Linked DNA regions of Callithrix jacchus: region 1 is linked to region 2. Evidence: chromatin contacts called from public Hi-C data. All regions are on one chromosome and are shown on one strand. Each heading gives the region's core, a stretch centred on a gene start, on an enhancer-like site or on the middle of the called end of the contact. The rest is flanking DNA. Distances are from core to core; before and after follow the strand shown.

Region 1 (3,861 bases), core at 695-3,194, 86 kb before region 2:
TACAATAAAAATGTTTATGGCTGATTCATAGATAGATAACCTATAATTGAAACTTGTCTTTTGGGAAGCTGAAATAAGTAATTCTTAACAGCTAGTTAGGCCTTTTTTCTTTTTTGCTGCAGAATTGTTTTAGATGATAAAGCTGTGTTTTTTATATGCTAATAATTACAGTTTTTTTTTTTTAAATAACTATTTTAATTAAATGATTAAAGAGGATCACTCCCTTTACCGGGGAGAGGAAAGTTTTCAGAGCAGAGATGTATTTTGGAAGATGCTACAATGTAAGCATTCTCAAATTGAGGATTATCACTATTTTAGGTGTCTGAGCCCCTTAAGTTGCATGCAAAACTGTGTGTACTCACTTGCAGTTTTCTTGGGAGAGAGCCTGTTTTTTATCAGATTTTCAAAGAGATTGTGATCTTAAAAGATTAAGAACCATTGCTAAAACTAGAGTGACCTGCTGCATGTTAAACTTATTTTCTTTAAACTTTAGAGAAAAATGGAAGTGATTGAAATTGTGGAGATTTAAACCAGCAATGGGAAAATTTTGTTGACTAAATATTAGCTCATCCCTCTGAGTCTGCTGAGTGAATGCAAGACACACTCTTGCAGTGTGTCTGGTGACTATTTGTGCTCGAGTTTCTTATGTTGCTAGTCATAAACTGGCAGGCCCACACCTGCCTGGCAGTTTACAGGTTAAAAGTTTAAGGCTGGCTTCCAGAATATGAAAACACAGGGAGCTCAGCTGAGTACAGTACAGCTGCAGCCCTCTGTAACAGGAATAAGAAATAACGTATTAACACAAAAATTGATCTTAGACTGCCAGGGTCTATATCCCAATGATCTTAAGTTTTTATCATCAGCAAAATGAAGATAAAAGAACCTTCACTTCTTTAAGGTACTTAGCATTGTGCCTGTCTTAAAACTTAGTATAAACAAAACAAAGAAACAAAAACTCCCTTTGTATATGCCTTAGTAACTAAATAGCACCTCTTCTTACCCTCTAGATCCTTATCTTGATTAATTTTTCTTTTTTGCCCCAAACACGACCTGAACTTGCTATTTATTTATATATTCATTCTGTCTGGCCTAACAGGTTATTAGCTCCATGAAGACTTGAGACTTTTTCTTGTTCATTGCTGGACCCTCCAGGGCAATGCTAGCACATACATTGTCCAATAAATATTTGTTGAATGAATGAATAATGTTAGCTATTATTATTACTTGGCAATTTCTGCCTACCCTCCCTCTTATCTGCCTGGACTGGCTGTCGCTTTTTCTCTTTAAATGAGATGGGTAAACCAGGAGGAAAATTTCCTTCCCTACTTGGGTAGCTGAAGTCATAGCTTCAAAAGGAATATTAATTTCTTATTTGCTCTTACTACTGAAGGTATGGCCTATGGGTCAGAAGCATCTGTAACACTTAGGAAAGATATTGGAAATGTGGAATCTCAAGCTCCATCCCAGTCCGACTGGATCAGACTTGAATCCCCAAATGGTTCTAAGGAATGTTATAGTTTGCAAAGTGCTGTGTTGGCCACTTTATGGATTTTGGATTTTATCTTAACAGTAATGGAGAACCACAAAAATATTTTAGGTTGGATATTCATTTTCAGGTTTTTTATTTAAAGTGATTAACTTGTGTTAGAAACAGTAGTTGTCTTTGGAAAAGGTAGCCATTGGCTGGGGACAGGAATGGGACCACGGCTTTTCACTGTATTATAAGCTCATTTCAACATGGTGGGCCCTGGCCAGCATGTGGCCCTTCTATGCTGTTCTCTCACCCCAGTCCTGTGCCCAGTCCTACACTATGAAGGATGGATACCCTCCCCTCACATCAGCTGCTGCATACCCCACATACAGCTGCTGCTTTTCCACTTTCTGAGCCTAAGATTGTGTGCCCTGTGTTCAGCTGTAGAAAGGACAACCCATATGTAGGCTCTAAGAGCAGACTTGGCCCATGTGTAGACCCTGAGAGCAGGCTCAGCCCATTTGACTAGAGATTCTTGGGGTTCCAAGTACCTGAAGCATAATCTGGGTGGGCATATGCCCTAGTCCTATGGAATTTATCTCTCAGAGGGTTACAGCTAGAGGAGGTCCACAGCAGGCCTTCTGAAGTGCAGGGGGCCCACTGTCTAGGTCTCAAGGACTTAATGCCCTTTTTCACTTCCTATGTTCAAATCATGTGAAAGTATTTTGTTCAATGTGAATCTATTACCTACATTAAAAAAATAAAATGGAACATTAAATTATAATTAAGTAAAATGGTGGTTCTTGTGTGGAGCATGGATAGGTACAACAAAGGAAGCATGAGGACCACTTAAAAGGCTATTGCAGTGTTTCAGCAGTAGCTGATATAATGCTTGGACTAGCGTAATAATAATGAAGATACGGTTTCATCTCATTTTTTAAGTAATTCATTGCTGTGCTGTTTAAGTTTCATAAGCTCAGTATTAATTTTTTCTCTTAAGAGGTTGTAGAGGCTGGACACGGTGGCTCACGCCTATAATCCCAGCACTTTGGGAGGCCAAGGCAGGTGGATCATGAGGTCAAGAGATTGAGACCATCCTGGTCAACATGGTGAAACCCCATCTTTACTAAAAATACAAAAATTAGCTGGGCATGGTGGTGCACACTTCTAGTCACAGCTACTCAGGAGGCTGAGGCAGGAGAATTTCTTGAACCCAAGAGGCAGAGGTTGCGGTGAACCGAGATCTCACCATTGCACTCCAGCCTGGGTAATAAGAGCGAAACTCTGTCTCAAAAAAAAAAAAGAGTTCATAGAGACCAGGTGCAGTGGCTCATACGTGTAAACCCAGCACTTTAGAAGACCAAGGCAGGAGGATTTCTTGAGGCCTAGAGCTCGAGATTAGACTGGGAAACATAGTGAGACTCCATATCAACAAAAAAATAAAAAGTAAAAATTGGCTCTGTGTCCTGGTACACGCCTGTAGTCCTAGCTACTTGGGAGGCTGAGGTGGGAGGATCACTTGAACCCAGGAGCCCCAGGTAAAAGTGAGCTATGAATCTGTCAGTGCACTCCAGCCTGGACAACAGGGTGAGACCCTGTCTCAAAAGAAAATCCCAGCACCTGAGTAGTACGCCACCATGTCCAGCTAATTTTTGTGTTTTTAGTAGCGAAATGTTCGTCAGGATGGTCTTGAACTCCTGACCTCATGATCTGCCTGCCTTAGCCTCCCAAACTGCTGGGATTACAGGCATGAGCCAACATGCCTGGCCAAAAACATTTTTTTAAGTTTGTGAGAATTAAGTTTTTTGGCCCATGAATATTTGAAAATCTTTTTACTTTTCCCTCAGATTTCATTAAAGTTGGTTCAAATATTAGGTTAAAGTCATTTTCTCTCATAAGAGTAAAGGCATTATTCCATTATTTTCTAGCATCTAGTTTTGATAATGAGAGGTCTTGTGCCAGTCTCATTCTCATTCTTTTAGTATGGAACTGGTTTGTTTGTTTTATTTTATTCCTCTCTAGGAACCTTGTTTTCTTTTTTTTTCCAACTTTTTTAAAACTTACCAAATAGTTCCAAAAATAATACAGTAAATACCATATGCCCTTCACCTAGAGTCACATATTGTTAACATTTTGCCATCATGGCCTTCTCTTTTTTTTCTCTCCTTTTGCTCAACCTCTTGAAAGTTACAAACACTTCACCCCAAAATACTTTATCACATTTTTCCTAAGAAGAAGAACATTCTGGGAGCTTAAGATGCTTTTATTTATCTTTAGAGTTTGAAATTTTGGCTGGATGTGGTGGCTCACACCTGTAATACCGGCACTTTAGGAGACTGAGGCAGGTGGATCACCTGAGGTCAGTTTGAGACCAGTCTAGCCAACATGTT
Region 2 (3,573 bases), core at 210-2,709:
TGATATCTTAGCGTAGTTAACTTGCAATTGCTTTATTGTGAGTGTCGAGCATTTCTTCAGTCATTTGTATTTTCTTTTCCTTGAACTGTCCATGTTGTTTGGTCATTTTTAAAATAAGATTGTTGGGGATTTTCTTACTGATTTATAATAGTCTTTCTTTAAAAGTTAGCCCTTTGTTATTTGAGTGGCAAATATAATTCCTAGCCTTTTGTTTACGTTTGACTTGTATTTATTTTTCCGATGTGAACATCTTTATTTTTATGTCAGTAAACTTATCAATCTTATATTTTATGACTTTTGGCTTTGGGGCAATCTTAGGCTTGCTGCACTCCGTGAGGGTTTTCTTCTAGTACTGTAATGGGTTTTGCTTTTTTTTTTTTTTTTAACATTTAACTGTGGTTTGTTGTGGAGTAAAGCATGATATAGTGTTCCAACTTCAGTTTTTTTCTGACTATCCAGTTGTCCCAAGACCATTTGTTGAATAATTCATTTCCCCCCATTTGAAATGACACCTTTTTGTATGCTAAAATCCCAAGCCTCTTACTTATAAAACAGAAATAAACCCTTGAAACAGGCATTTTCCTAAAATACATTTTGTTTAAATAAGACAGTTTTCAAGATTAAAGAAATGAGAGGGGATAAATGTTAATTTTAGCCTTATAGTTTTGTCCAATATGTTTTGTTTAAAATGCCTGTAACTTGATCAGAAATTCAGCAGTTAGAAAAGCTAAGAGTCATCACTTTATATAAATGGCTGTATTGGTGCCAAAATTATATGTTGAATAACAGAGATGTGTTTTCCTCTGGCATTCATTACAGGATGTTAAAATTGAGACACATATGTGGCCAGACCAGTGAATTAAGTGTGTCCTCTAATGAAGGGTATAATGTTAAAACATTAGTATCTTCAGTGTAAGGATGGAATAACCAGGGAGAAATCACCAACCTCCAGTATAAGATCATTTTCTTTATATATTATTTTATGAATTCTGTTGGCAAATAATAGACTACTTTGACTCTGAATCTTGATTTCTCCTAATAAAGATTATCTTGACTTTTGTCCTTCCTGCTTAGTCTTTAAAAATCTGTTCTGCTTTAAAGATTTTCATTTGCTGGGACCAGATTTCTTGAATTGCTGCCACATGTCTTTCTCTCTGTGCACCCCCTCCACCCCACCCTCACTTTTTATCTTTAAAAGGAAAACATCTGGTTTATATCATGAAGAACTTTTAAAAGCAGTGAGTAGAATTATATAAGATTATTTAATTATATCTATAATACATATATGAATGAAGGAGTTAATCTTTAATTGTATAAATTCTAAACAAAAATTTATAATGACACTAGATAGGACATAGGCCTCAAAACAACAAAAATGTTGAAATATATTATTTTGATTTTATTTCTGTAAGCACAGAGTATGGGAGGGTGAGGGAGGGAAAGGAAACCCTAACAGATTTCAGTTCTTGTCAACCATACTACACCATCACATAAGGTACAGGATTCTAAACTCACTGTGTCAAATATCAGAAAACCATTTGTTTCTCAATTGTTTGAGCTTCTCTAAAATATAATGTGGGCAAGGTTGATGACATCCTATAAATAAAAACAATTTAAGGCAAGCTTACAAACAAAATTGTTTTATTTAACCACAGAGAATACATACCCTGTAGTGCTCTCTTGTGAATTTAGTTTTTATTTTTCATAAATTTATATTCTAACTGTGAGGTGTTGCTTTAGATGTAATAATTACACTTCTTCCAGTTTAAGACACCTAGGTTGGAGGCACTGCTTTCTCATTTTCTGACAAGACGCACAGGGATTGATATTTGGGTTGGTTGGGTTTTAGATGTACAAACACACTGGTGTTATTTTGTATCACTGATGATCCACAGGGTTGGCTGCTGTGCTGAACTTTCTGTTCTAGACTTTCTGCCAAGTACTTTATGCAAAACTCTGGTTTTAGTGAAACAGGTTTTATTGTTTTTAGTCAGAGTTGTATTATAAGCTGTCGTTAGCTATGCAATGCTAACAGAAGAGATGGTAGGTAGGTAGGTAGGTAGGTAGGTAGGTAGATAGATAGATAGATAGATAGATAGATAGATAGATAGATAGATAGATAGATATGCACTGCCATGAAAACAAACCTCCAAAACAAGCCTGTCTGTATTCAACTGGTTGTTTTTCCCTCCCATTCCTTTAGCCTCAGTTCATTTTGTTTACTGCCAAAGGCCTGAGATGGTGTAATTTTCTTTTCTAGGAACTTGGCATTAGAATTCCTCGACCACTAGGACAGGGACCAAGCAGATTCATCCCAGAAAAGGAGGTATGTTGTTTGTGAAAGTACATAGTGAACTGTATGCTTTTAAGGAAGGGATTTCATGACCCACATGTTGGCATCTGAAGAACTGTTGGTCAACAACATATTTTAGTCAGAGTTGGTTGCAGTTAATCATGCTTTGGCAGTGAATTTGCAGGATTAAAAAGCTGTTGTACTTGTGTTGATTTCTAGTATTTCATGATTTTTTTTTTAACTTCCATGTTAATCAAATAAAGCCAAGATTTGTTTTTGACCAGTGATGCTCCATCTGCTCATATTTAGATTTTGTTTAGGTGTGCCCATAACCTGAGTTACTCAGTCTTGACCATCTCCACTGGCTGATGTCAAGGCTAGATTGGATCTTTAATTCTATACATGTGTAAAAGCATCTAAGCTTTATTTTCATAAAAATTTTATGCTATTAGTTAATTTTAGTTCTTAAATTTAGTGAGAGTAGGTGGTTTTGTAAAGAAAGGCTTTAGTGTCTGTTTGTAAGCTCTGCAAGTTTGATAATCTAAATCTGTTTCTTTATCTGGATTCTGGCCAATTCTGCAAGCAGCCTATCTAGATGGCCTTTAATGTTCAACCTTTGTTGTTTATCCTCTACCATATATGACTGTTTATTCTTCTGTATCTTTCAAGAAGTTGAGTTTAAATTTGTAACTAAGCCAAATTTAATCTGCTTCTAAATGATACTTACAGTGCAGCCCATGTATATGTTTTTCCCCCTTAACACCAATTTACAATTTTGGTAACCATGGTTTTTCTCTCATTTATACAGATCCTCCAAGTGGGGAGTGAAGACGCACAGATGCACGCTTTATTTGCAGATTCTTTTGCTGCTTTGGGCCGTTTGGATAACATTACGTTAGTGATGGTTTTCCACCCACAATATTTAGAAAGTTTCTTAAAAACTCAGCACTATCTACTGCAAATGGATGGGCCGTTACCCCTACATTATCGGCACTACATTGGAATAATGGTTTGTAAACATTCAGGGAAAAATTCTTTTTGCCTATTATTAATCAATCTCTTTAAGAGAAAGTTAATACTTTAAACACAGGGATTCTTATATTATGATTTGTAATAAGATTCCTGTTATGTCGTCTCTATTTTTTAATAAGAATGCTCTCAAGTATAACAGAAAAACAAGTATTTATACATTCCTGAGAACCAGTTTTTATTAAATAAGAAAAGTAGAACACAAGTTCTGTTTCATTATTATAAATAGTTCACACTGACATCAGTGGTGC

Evidence for each region. A called contact is a pair of places that touch in the nucleus more often than the background predicts.
Region 1: a contact with region 2 is called in a Hi-C map of skeletal muscle, with 2.8 times the contacts expected there. The contact joins two enhancer-like sites. A contact is called at or near these places in 2 of 3 Hi-C or Micro-C datasets (both in skeletal muscle).

Annotation. Positions count from the first base shown.
Region 1 is chr4:115,194,609-115,198,469 of calJac240_pri, reverse strand. All of the region lies in intron 1 of SESN1 (sestrin 1), which reads left to right. Among named protein-coding and RNA genes, the nearest start is that of SESN1, 22 kb to the left of the region's middle. Within about 2 kb of position 1,944, at least 1 of the 16 cell types and tissues checked has an H3K27ac peak or open chromatin away from gene starts, as enhancers often do. A contact at or near this core is called in skeletal muscle, where this site is marked.
Region 2 is chr4:115,108,722-115,112,294 of calJac240_pri, reverse strand. It overlaps SESN1 (sestrin 1), which reads left to right. Exons shown (of 10, transcript XM_078369919.1): 3 at 2,261-2,326; 4 at 3,102-3,302. Among named protein-coding and RNA genes, the nearest start is that of SESN1, 110 kb to the left of the region's middle. Within about 2 kb of position 1,459, at least 3 of the 16 cell types and tissues checked have an H3K27ac peak or open chromatin away from gene starts, as enhancers often do. A contact at or near this core is called in skeletal muscle, where this site is marked.